3 separate regions of the Sus scrofa genome follow, and regions 2 and 3 are each linked to region 1. The links are chromatin contacts, called in public Hi-C maps. All regions are on one chromosome and are shown on one strand. Each heading gives the region's core, a stretch centred on a gene start, on an enhancer-like site or on the middle of the called end of the contact. The rest is flanking DNA. Distances are from core to core; before and after follow the strand shown.

What was found. Hi-C and Micro-C count contacts between places; a contact is called where the count stands out from the background.
Region 2: a Hi-C map of heart right ventricle shows a contact between it and region 1, with 4 times the contacts expected there. The contact joins the promoter of PLPBP here to the promoter of TACC1 in region 1. A contact is called at or near these places in 2 of 47 Hi-C or Micro-C datasets (embryonic fibroblasts and heart right ventricle).
Region 3: a contact with region 1 is called in a Hi-C map of heart right ventricle, with 2.8 times the contacts expected there. The contact joins the promoter of EIF4EBP1 here to the promoter of TACC1 in region 1. A contact is called at or near these places in 2 of 47 Hi-C or Micro-C datasets (embryonic fibroblasts and heart right ventricle).

What each region holds. Positions count from the first base shown.
Region 1 is chr15:47,859,775-47,862,463 of Sscrofa11.1, reverse strand. It overlaps TACC1 (transforming acidic coiled-coil-containing protein 1), which reads left to right and starts at 1,360. Exons shown (of 15, transcript XM_021075676.1): 1 at 1,360-1,513. The coding sequence starts at 1,477. LOC106506224 (a long non-coding RNA gene) reads right to left here and starts at 695. Exons shown (of 4, transcript XR_001301395.2): 1 at 656-695; 2 at 146-333.
Region 2 is chr15:48,635,247-48,637,935 of Sscrofa11.1, reverse strand. It overlaps PLPBP (proline synthase co-transcribed bacterial homolog protein), which reads left to right and starts at 1,352. Exons shown (of 8, transcript XM_003133369.4): 1 at 1,352-1,643. The coding sequence starts at 1,545.
Region 3 is chr15:48,441,985-48,444,673 of Sscrofa11.1, reverse strand. EIF4EBP1 (eukaryotic translation initiation factor 4E binding protein 1) reads left to right here and starts at 1,301. Exons shown (of 3, transcript NM_001244225.1): 1 at 1,301-1,481. The coding sequence starts at 1,337.

The DNA of each region.
Region 1 (2,689 bases), core at 111-2,610:
TAATAAATAGAACAGAGATGTTCTAATTCCCTGTTTGTGGACAAATTTTCCAGTTAGAACTGTGAAAACCACTGAGTTTTATTGCAGGGGTCCATGAGGATCCCAAGTTTCATTGCATTTGATAGTTCACAGACAAGCCACTTACCAGGCCATCAGCAACAACTGAATCAGGATCCCCTTGCACCTCCTGTACCTCCAACTCAGCATCTCCAAGAATCACAATGAGGAATCTTCCTGCTTCATTTCTGGGGGCTGAGGAGGCAGTTTGTAGTGGGAACTGGATCCCATTTGTGATAGCCAATTCCTGCGCTTCCATCATGGAAAGACCTAGAACTGGAGAGGGCCAGGAAAATCATCAATTCCCCTCCCTGCCATGCAGCACATGCCCTACACTGTGGGTAGAGGTGTGCACGTGGGGAAGGCTGGCCCCAGGCAGGACTCTATGAACCCACAGGACATTTTCACTGCCATCTTTATCAATTATTATTATTTTTGTCTTTTTTTGCCCCCTCCCACAACAATGGAAGTTTCCAGGCCAGGGATCAAACCTGTGCCACAACAGTGGCAACGCCAGATCCTTAACCTGCTGAGCCACCAGGGAACTCTGTTATTATTTTCCAATTAGAAGAGGGAGAAGAAAAACAAACAAACAAACCAGTCAAGGAGTTCCTGCTGTGGCACAACAGGGTGGATGGTGTCTCTGCAGTGCCAGGACATGGGTTCATCCCCAGCCAGTCACAGTGGATTAAAGGATCCAGCATTGCCACAGCTATGATGTGGGTCACAACTGCGGCTGGCATCTGAGCCCTGGCCCAGGAACTCCATATGCCAAAAAAAGAAAAAAACAAACAAGACAAACAGCCAAGAGGGATGTGGGTGTGTATATTTCTTGGAATCCAGAGGTTGGGGGTGGGGGTGGGGAGTGATCCATCAAAAATGTTTCTAGTACAAAAGCTGGCAAAACAAATCTCTCTCTCTCTCTCTTTTTTTTTTTTTTTTTTTTTAATCTGAACTGTGTAACAGGAGAAATTCTCTCACAAGGGGAGAGTATTCCTGAGCCAAGTTTAGGCCGAGGAAAAATTTTCCAGCTTGTGAGGAACGAAGCTGACGTTACATTAAGGAGGAAAAAAAATAGTGCTGGAGGAAAAGAGGAAGGGGGGAAAAGGCACCAGGCTTCAAACAGAGGAGCTTTAAATTCCAGATGGGACCACAGATCAGAGAGCTAGGAGGCTGCAGCGATTTCTCCGTGGGGCTCCCAGACCCAGTGGACATTTCCTGTTCTGCCCCTGAACGTTCAAGCCAAAACTTTACAAAACATCCTTTTCCCTAGAACCAAGTGTTTGGTTCGGAGACCCACCCCTCCCCACGTCGGTGATCTCAGAGCCTGCCCTCCCCTTCCTTTCTCGGAACCGCTCCCTGATCAGGGGCGTCAGCTTCCCAGCAGAGGTGATGGAGCCACTGTAGCAGGTGGTGCCAATGGGAGAGAGGAGACCCGGGGACCACCGCCTACGAGGTAGGAACGGGGGCTGCGTGTGCTTGGGTTGTCTGACACTTACGGAGCAAAGCAGAGCCCTTGACCTTTAAGCTCGGGCTGGGGGCGTTTTCTTGACGATGGGACAGTGCTGTGGGTGAGTGGACGCCAGGGACGTCAGGCATTTCTTTCCTCTCTTTCTTTCCAATTTTAACTTTAATTCTTGGGTCTCTGGAAGCACTACCTCTTGTTTGCCTTCTGATGTAGAAGTGTTAGGGTAGAATTCTGGGAATTCCCTGACTTCTTTGTTTCTTTTTCTTTTTCCTTTTCTTTTGGTGGGCAAGGAGTCAAGGAGCATTTGTAAATACCTTCAGCTCTGAGTAGATTCAGAGAGAAGTGATCCAAATGGATGCAGAAGGAAAAGGCATTTTCACCTTGGTGAGCTGTGGTCCAGCTGTTTCCCAGGACCTGTGTCCTGCCCACCAAACTCCCTCCTCCTCCCCGCATCATGGGAATACACACCTTGAGCTGTTTCTCAGGTGTGGGGATGTGAGACTGGAGCTCAATGCTACGCCTTTATGGGCAGAGCCCAGGTGCCCTTGGAGACATCCACGTCTGTGGCGGAGCTAACTGGTCAACCCTGAAGGCTGCATGTGGCCCTCGCCATCATTAGGGACATGCCCCAGCAGTTCGTCCCTGAGAGGCTAGCCTTGGCAGCACCTGCTGACACTGAACTGATACAGAGAATGCAGCATGGCTTCTGCACAAGTACTCAGATTTTTATCATAAACGAACCATTTCAAATGCCCCTTCTCTGAACTCCAATGGTCCTTCTCTAGAGCACACATTTTGCTCCTTATGCACCTATCACCTTGCTGTACTGTTCTCTAACAAGCTAAACAAATGAGAGAATGGATGGGATGCATGAGTCGTAATCTATTTCTTGGTGATCTTAAGATAGCAACTAACTCTTGTTGAGCACAGACTGTGTGCCGGCACCATTCTAAAGGTGGTGGGTATTATCATCATCATCCCCATTTTACAGATGGGGAAACTGAGGCTGGAGACACACCTAATAAATGCAGAGGAGGGATCTGTACTGAGGCCAGGCTGCCCTGCTCCAAACCAAGGTGGGGGTTTGACTCTCGGTCCCCATATTCTCCAGCTGCGTGACTTCAGACAAGGTGAATGTCCTCAGCCCGTTTCCTCATCTGTCAA
Region 2 (2,689 bases), core at 103-2,602, 780 kb before region 1:
ATAGTGGCAAAGCGGAAAGGAATCCGACTGGGAACCATGAGATTATGGGTTAGATCATTGGCCTCGCTCCGTGGGTTAAGGATCAGGCGTTGCCATGAGCTGTGGTGTAGTTTGCAGATGCAGCTTGGATCTGGCGTTGCTGTGGCTCTGGCATAGGCTGGCAGCTACAGGTCAGATTAGACTCCTAGCCTGGGAACCTCCATATGCCACCAGTGCAGCCCTATAAAGACAAAAAGACAACAAACCTCAACTATCTCATTAACTTTTTCTATTGGTTATGTTTAAACTTTACTTTGGGTATATTGGGCTATAGAAAATGTATTCAGGGAGTTCCCATCGTGGCGCAGTGGTTAACGAATCCGACTAGGAACCATGAGGTTGCGGGTTCGGTCCCTGCCCTTGCTCAGTGGGTTAACGATCCGCCGTTGCCGTGAGCTGTGGTGTAGGTTGCAGACGCGGCTCGGATCCTGCGTTGCTGTGGCTCTGGTGTAGGCCAGCGGCTACAGCTCCGATTAGACCCCTAGCCTGGGAACCTCCATATGCCGCGGGAGCGGCCCAAAGAAATAGCAAAAAGACAAAAAAAAAAAAAAAAAAAAAGTATTCATTAATTTTTCTTAACTTTCTGTGCCTATTAGAAAATTTTATTTATTTTTGTTTTTTGTCCTTTTAGGGCCGCACCCACTGGCATGCGGAGGTTCCCACGCTGGGGGATCTAATCCGAGCTGTTGCTGCTGGCTTACACCACGGCAACACCAGATCCAAGCCGTGTCTGGGACCTACACCACAGCTCAAGGCAACACCAGATCCTTAACCCACTGAGCGAGGCCAGGGATCGAACCGAAACCTCATGGTTCCCAGTCGGATTCGTTTCCACTGCACCACGATGGGAACTCCTAGAAAATTTTAAATTACATGTTCGGATCACATCATATTTCTATTGGGCACTGATCTAAAGGATAACCAGAGGAAAATAATTCGGTACATTGGGATCCTACCATGTTCTTCAGAAACAATTTTCTTTTATATATTTTTAAATATTTATTTTTGGCCACACCCGCGGCCTGTAGAAGTGACTGGCCAGGCACCAAACTTGGCCACAGCTGTAACCGGAGCCACAGCAATGACAAAGCGGGATCATTAACCCGCTGAGCCAGGAGGGAACTCTTTTTCTATGCCTTCTCCTCTCCCCAAAATCATCTGAGATAAAAGCCGTTATCTCCCACAACTGGGAAGAGGACCTAAGGGACCTCTCCTGCCCCCTTCTGTCCCTCAACTGCGTCTGCGGGCTACGGCTAGGTGGAAAGCCCCGCCCTCCGGCAACCCCGGAAGTACGTCACAGCCCCTCCGCACCCGAGTGCCCCGCCCCGCCTCGCGGCGACCTCCCCAAGATGGCACACCTAGGGCGGGGCCGCCCCTCCCGCCCCTCCCCATACTGACGATTGGCTGAGACGAAGACGGGCAACACGGAGACGTGAGCTGGGCGGGACCGGAAGGGGATTTAGCCTCGGGTGCCCGGGTACGGGGCTGGAAGTCGGTTCTGTGGAATGTGGAAGGCTGGCAGCATGTCGGCGGAGCTGGGAATCGGTTTCGCTCTGCGGGCAGTGAATGAGCGCGTGCAGCAGGCGGTGGCGCGACGGCCGCGGGTAAGAAAAGGGACCTCGTGGGGACGGTGGGCGGCCGCTTGGAGGAGATGAGACGCCTGCGTGGGAATGGGTCGTCACGGTGACGCAGAGGGGTCTCCCCGCAGGAGCGAGAGCTGGCCGCCGCCTTGGCTTTGGCACGGGTTGCCGAGACCCCAGGAGGCTGGTAAAAGGATTCCTCAGCATCTGTCAGGTTTTCTGGAGGTTGGCTTAGTTGGAGCAAAAGGTATCGCTACCCCGGGAAAATGACTGATCTCCAGGCATCGCGACCATTTACCCATCTGGCTTTGTGTCGGGATCAGCCGCCTTGGCAGAGGGGAGAGGGATCAGGCCTGCACCCAGAGGCTGCAGAAGGGGATGTCCACTGCAGGAGTACCCAAAGGAGGCCAGATCTGCCGAGATCACGTGTGTGGCAGCGTCCCAGATAGTAGATGCACAGTAAATGTCAGTTCCACCCGAAAACGAAGGAAAGGGTGGATTGGCCGTACTTGGGTGACACTAGAGCTGCACTTGTGCGTTTGGGGCAGGAGGGAACTAGACATCCATTCCCAAGCAGTTTAAGATGAGATTTTTTTCCCCCTTATATATAGTTGGTATCTTGGAACTTACTTAAAGGTTACCATCTGCCCCTCCTCAGTGCAAGTTTAAGCTGAAAGGTGTGGTGTGAGACATATTTGAATAGAGAGATCAAAGTTTTCTCTGATTAAGCATTTAGTGTCAGAGCTCAGCTGGCCTGGAGACAGAAGACCTGTATTAGTATAGCTTTTTCTGGGCTGTTAATTAGGTATTATTTTAAACAAGTCAGTTAGTTACTCTAGCCCTGAATTTCCTCCTTCCGGCATTAATGATCCTCCAAGAAAAAGCTAAGCTAGAGATTCCCCTAAGAAATATCGCCCTGGGGAGTTCTCCCAACATAACTTACGCAGATGGGCTACCTGTTCCACTTTTTTTCCCTAAAGACTGTTACCTCATAATTCTAGGAAACATGACACAGTCTCATAAAAAGTCAGCAGTGCAGCCCTCAGAAGGAAGGGGAAACTCTGTTAATT
Region 3 (2,689 bases), core at 52-2,551, 580 kb before region 1:
CCTTCCTCCATCCTTTCTTTCTTTCCTGCCACCCAGCATGTGGAAGTTCCCAGGCAAGGGATGGAACCGGTACCACAACAGTGACCTGAGTCACTGCTACGGTGACAATGCCTGACCCTTAACCACTTCTGCCAAAAGGGAATTCCCTGGATTTCTCTTTTAAACTTTTCTCTCTCTACTCTTCCCGGATGTGGCCACCACAGGTTTTTTTGTCCTCCACTTGAATATTCCTTCGTTTGTTCCTGCGTTCATTTAAAGAGCTCCTGCCAGGGGAGTTCAAGTGAGTTCAGGCGAGTTCCCGTCGTGGCACAGTGGTTAACGAATCTGACTAGGAACCATGAGGTTGAGGGTTCGATCCCTGGCCTTGCTCAGTGGGTTAAGGATCCGGCGCTGCCGTGAGCTGTGGTGTAGGTTGTAGACGCAGCTCGGATCTCGCGTTGCTATGGCTGTGGTGTAGGCCGGTGGCTACAGCTCCGATTAGACCCCTAGCCTGGGAACCTCCATGTGCCGCGGGAGCGGCCCAAGAAAATGGCGAAAAGATTAAAAAAATAAATAATAAATAATAATAAAGAGCTCCTGCCAAACTTCGGGCAGCGTGGGGGTCAGGATCCACTGACCCAACTCAAAGGGCTGCAAATAACCTTCTTTGACCAATATTTCCCCACCACCACCGACGTCCACTCCCTCCCAGCCTCCTCGCTCCGGGTTTAGCCCTCATCACCCAGCTTGATGTTTTGTCCCCAGATCCTAATTCTACATTTCTTCCACGACTGCCACATCGTGAATGTTCAATAAATTGATGAATGACCAACCAATCCTCGCTTTCTCATCTGAGGAAATAGAGCACGGAACACGGAAGGCTTTCGGAGGCAGGGGACCTTCTCGCCTGATGTCCCAGTGTTGCAGCTAGCCTTTCCAGAGTGGGCTGGGTCCGCTGGGACCCCAGCGCAGTCCGAGCTAGAAAGGCATTAACACAGGCAAGCCTCGGAATCTTCCTTCCCATCCACCGGTTCCTGCCCGCGTGGCTCTCGGGGACCCGAAGGGATTAGCGGCGGGGCAGCTAGGAGGCGGAAAGGAATAGGGGAGCGGCGCTAGCAACTACGCTCAGGAGCCCGTCTGTGGGGTGCCCGGGACCCAGCGCGGAAGAGGACTCCTGTGCCCGCAGCCCCCGGGCGGTGGGCGGGGCGGCAGCGCAGCGGGAACTACAAATCCCAGGGGGTGGCAGCCCAGGCGGCGGAAGGGGCGGTCTCGGGCGGGGCGGGCCCGAGCGAGGCAGAGCGAGGCCAGAGGGGCGCCAGGGCCACGCTCTGGGTCCGGGCTCCTCGCGCGGGAGACCATGTCCAGCGGCAGCAGCTGCAGCCAGACCCCAAGCCGGGCAATCCCCACCACTCGCCGGGTGGTCCTCGGCGATGGCGTGCAGCTGCCGCCCGGGGACTACAGCACCACTCCCGGCGGCACGCTCTTCAGCACCACCCCAGGAGGTAGGCGCGGGCCCGGGGGCGCCGCTCGGGGTCTCTGGGTGCGGACGCTGGGAAGGACTGACTGGCCAGGGGGAGGGATAGGGAACTCCAGTTGGACGGGGCGACAGGGCTTCGGGGCGTGGTGACTGGAAAGAACGGATAAGGGGCACGAGGGTGGCTGTGAGGGGCACGGAGGTGGCCACCTGGAACGACAGGGGGGCGCGGGGGGCGCCTTCCATTGCCTGCCCTAGGGGTGCGTGCTCCAGAGCCGCGGCTGCAAATGCCACCTTATAGCTCCTTCTTTCTGGGAGAGACAGCTGATTCCCCCCGCCAAAAACAAGCGCTCGCTTCCAGGACTGCCATAGGCCGAGGTGTGCTGCCCCTTGTGGGTGTTGGGGGCTGTTCTGAGGCTGAATAGGGTGGGGTCAGGTTGGCCTCCCAACCACGGAGAGGGCTGGCCTGAGGTTTTTAGGGGTCGGGATGGGCGCTCTCTGTTGGGGTGAATGGCTCTTGGCAGAGACCGTTTTCCTTCCCGGGGCACCCCCAGCTTTGGAGCCTCGGCGGCTTCTGGAACAAATTGCCCTTTTAGGCTTGAGGATCTCCGCGAAGGAACCCGGGGCCGCGGGCAACGCTGTGCAGAAAAACACGTTCTTCTCTCCGGGGGGGAGGGGGGCCGTGTGACCTCCCAGAGAGTTGATGAGGAAGAGGAAGCTGAGCTGGCGCGGGGCGGGGGCAGCCTTGGGCTGCGCTCGGGAGCCTGGCATTCCCTGCCAGCTCCGGAGCCCTGGCGTATGGGCGCTGATGAAACCTGCCGGCGCGTTTGCATGATGAAATCCTCGTGGCTCACCACTTCTCTTTCGTTCTCGCACTGCGCTCACCCGTTTCTGCCCTTCTTCCCTCCCCTACACCCGCTTCCACCGCTGCTTCCCAAACTACTCGAAAAACTCCACCGATCCTGGCGCTTCGCTGAGAAACACGGGTGCGGGCGGCCGCGGGCGGAGCTGCAGCCTAGCCGCCTGCCAGCGTCGGGGCCACATGCTTATTTTCTCAAGCAGCTGTCCCACCACCAGCGAGCGCAGCCAGATCCGAGCCCTGGGCTGTTTGATCCAAAACACACAACGTTAGAACTTTTAAGGATCTTAGATGTTCTTGTGCAACCGAGCTGCCTTATAGGCCAGAACTGGCACCCAGGCCCCAATTTGGAAAAACGTGTCCACTGTCCCATGTCA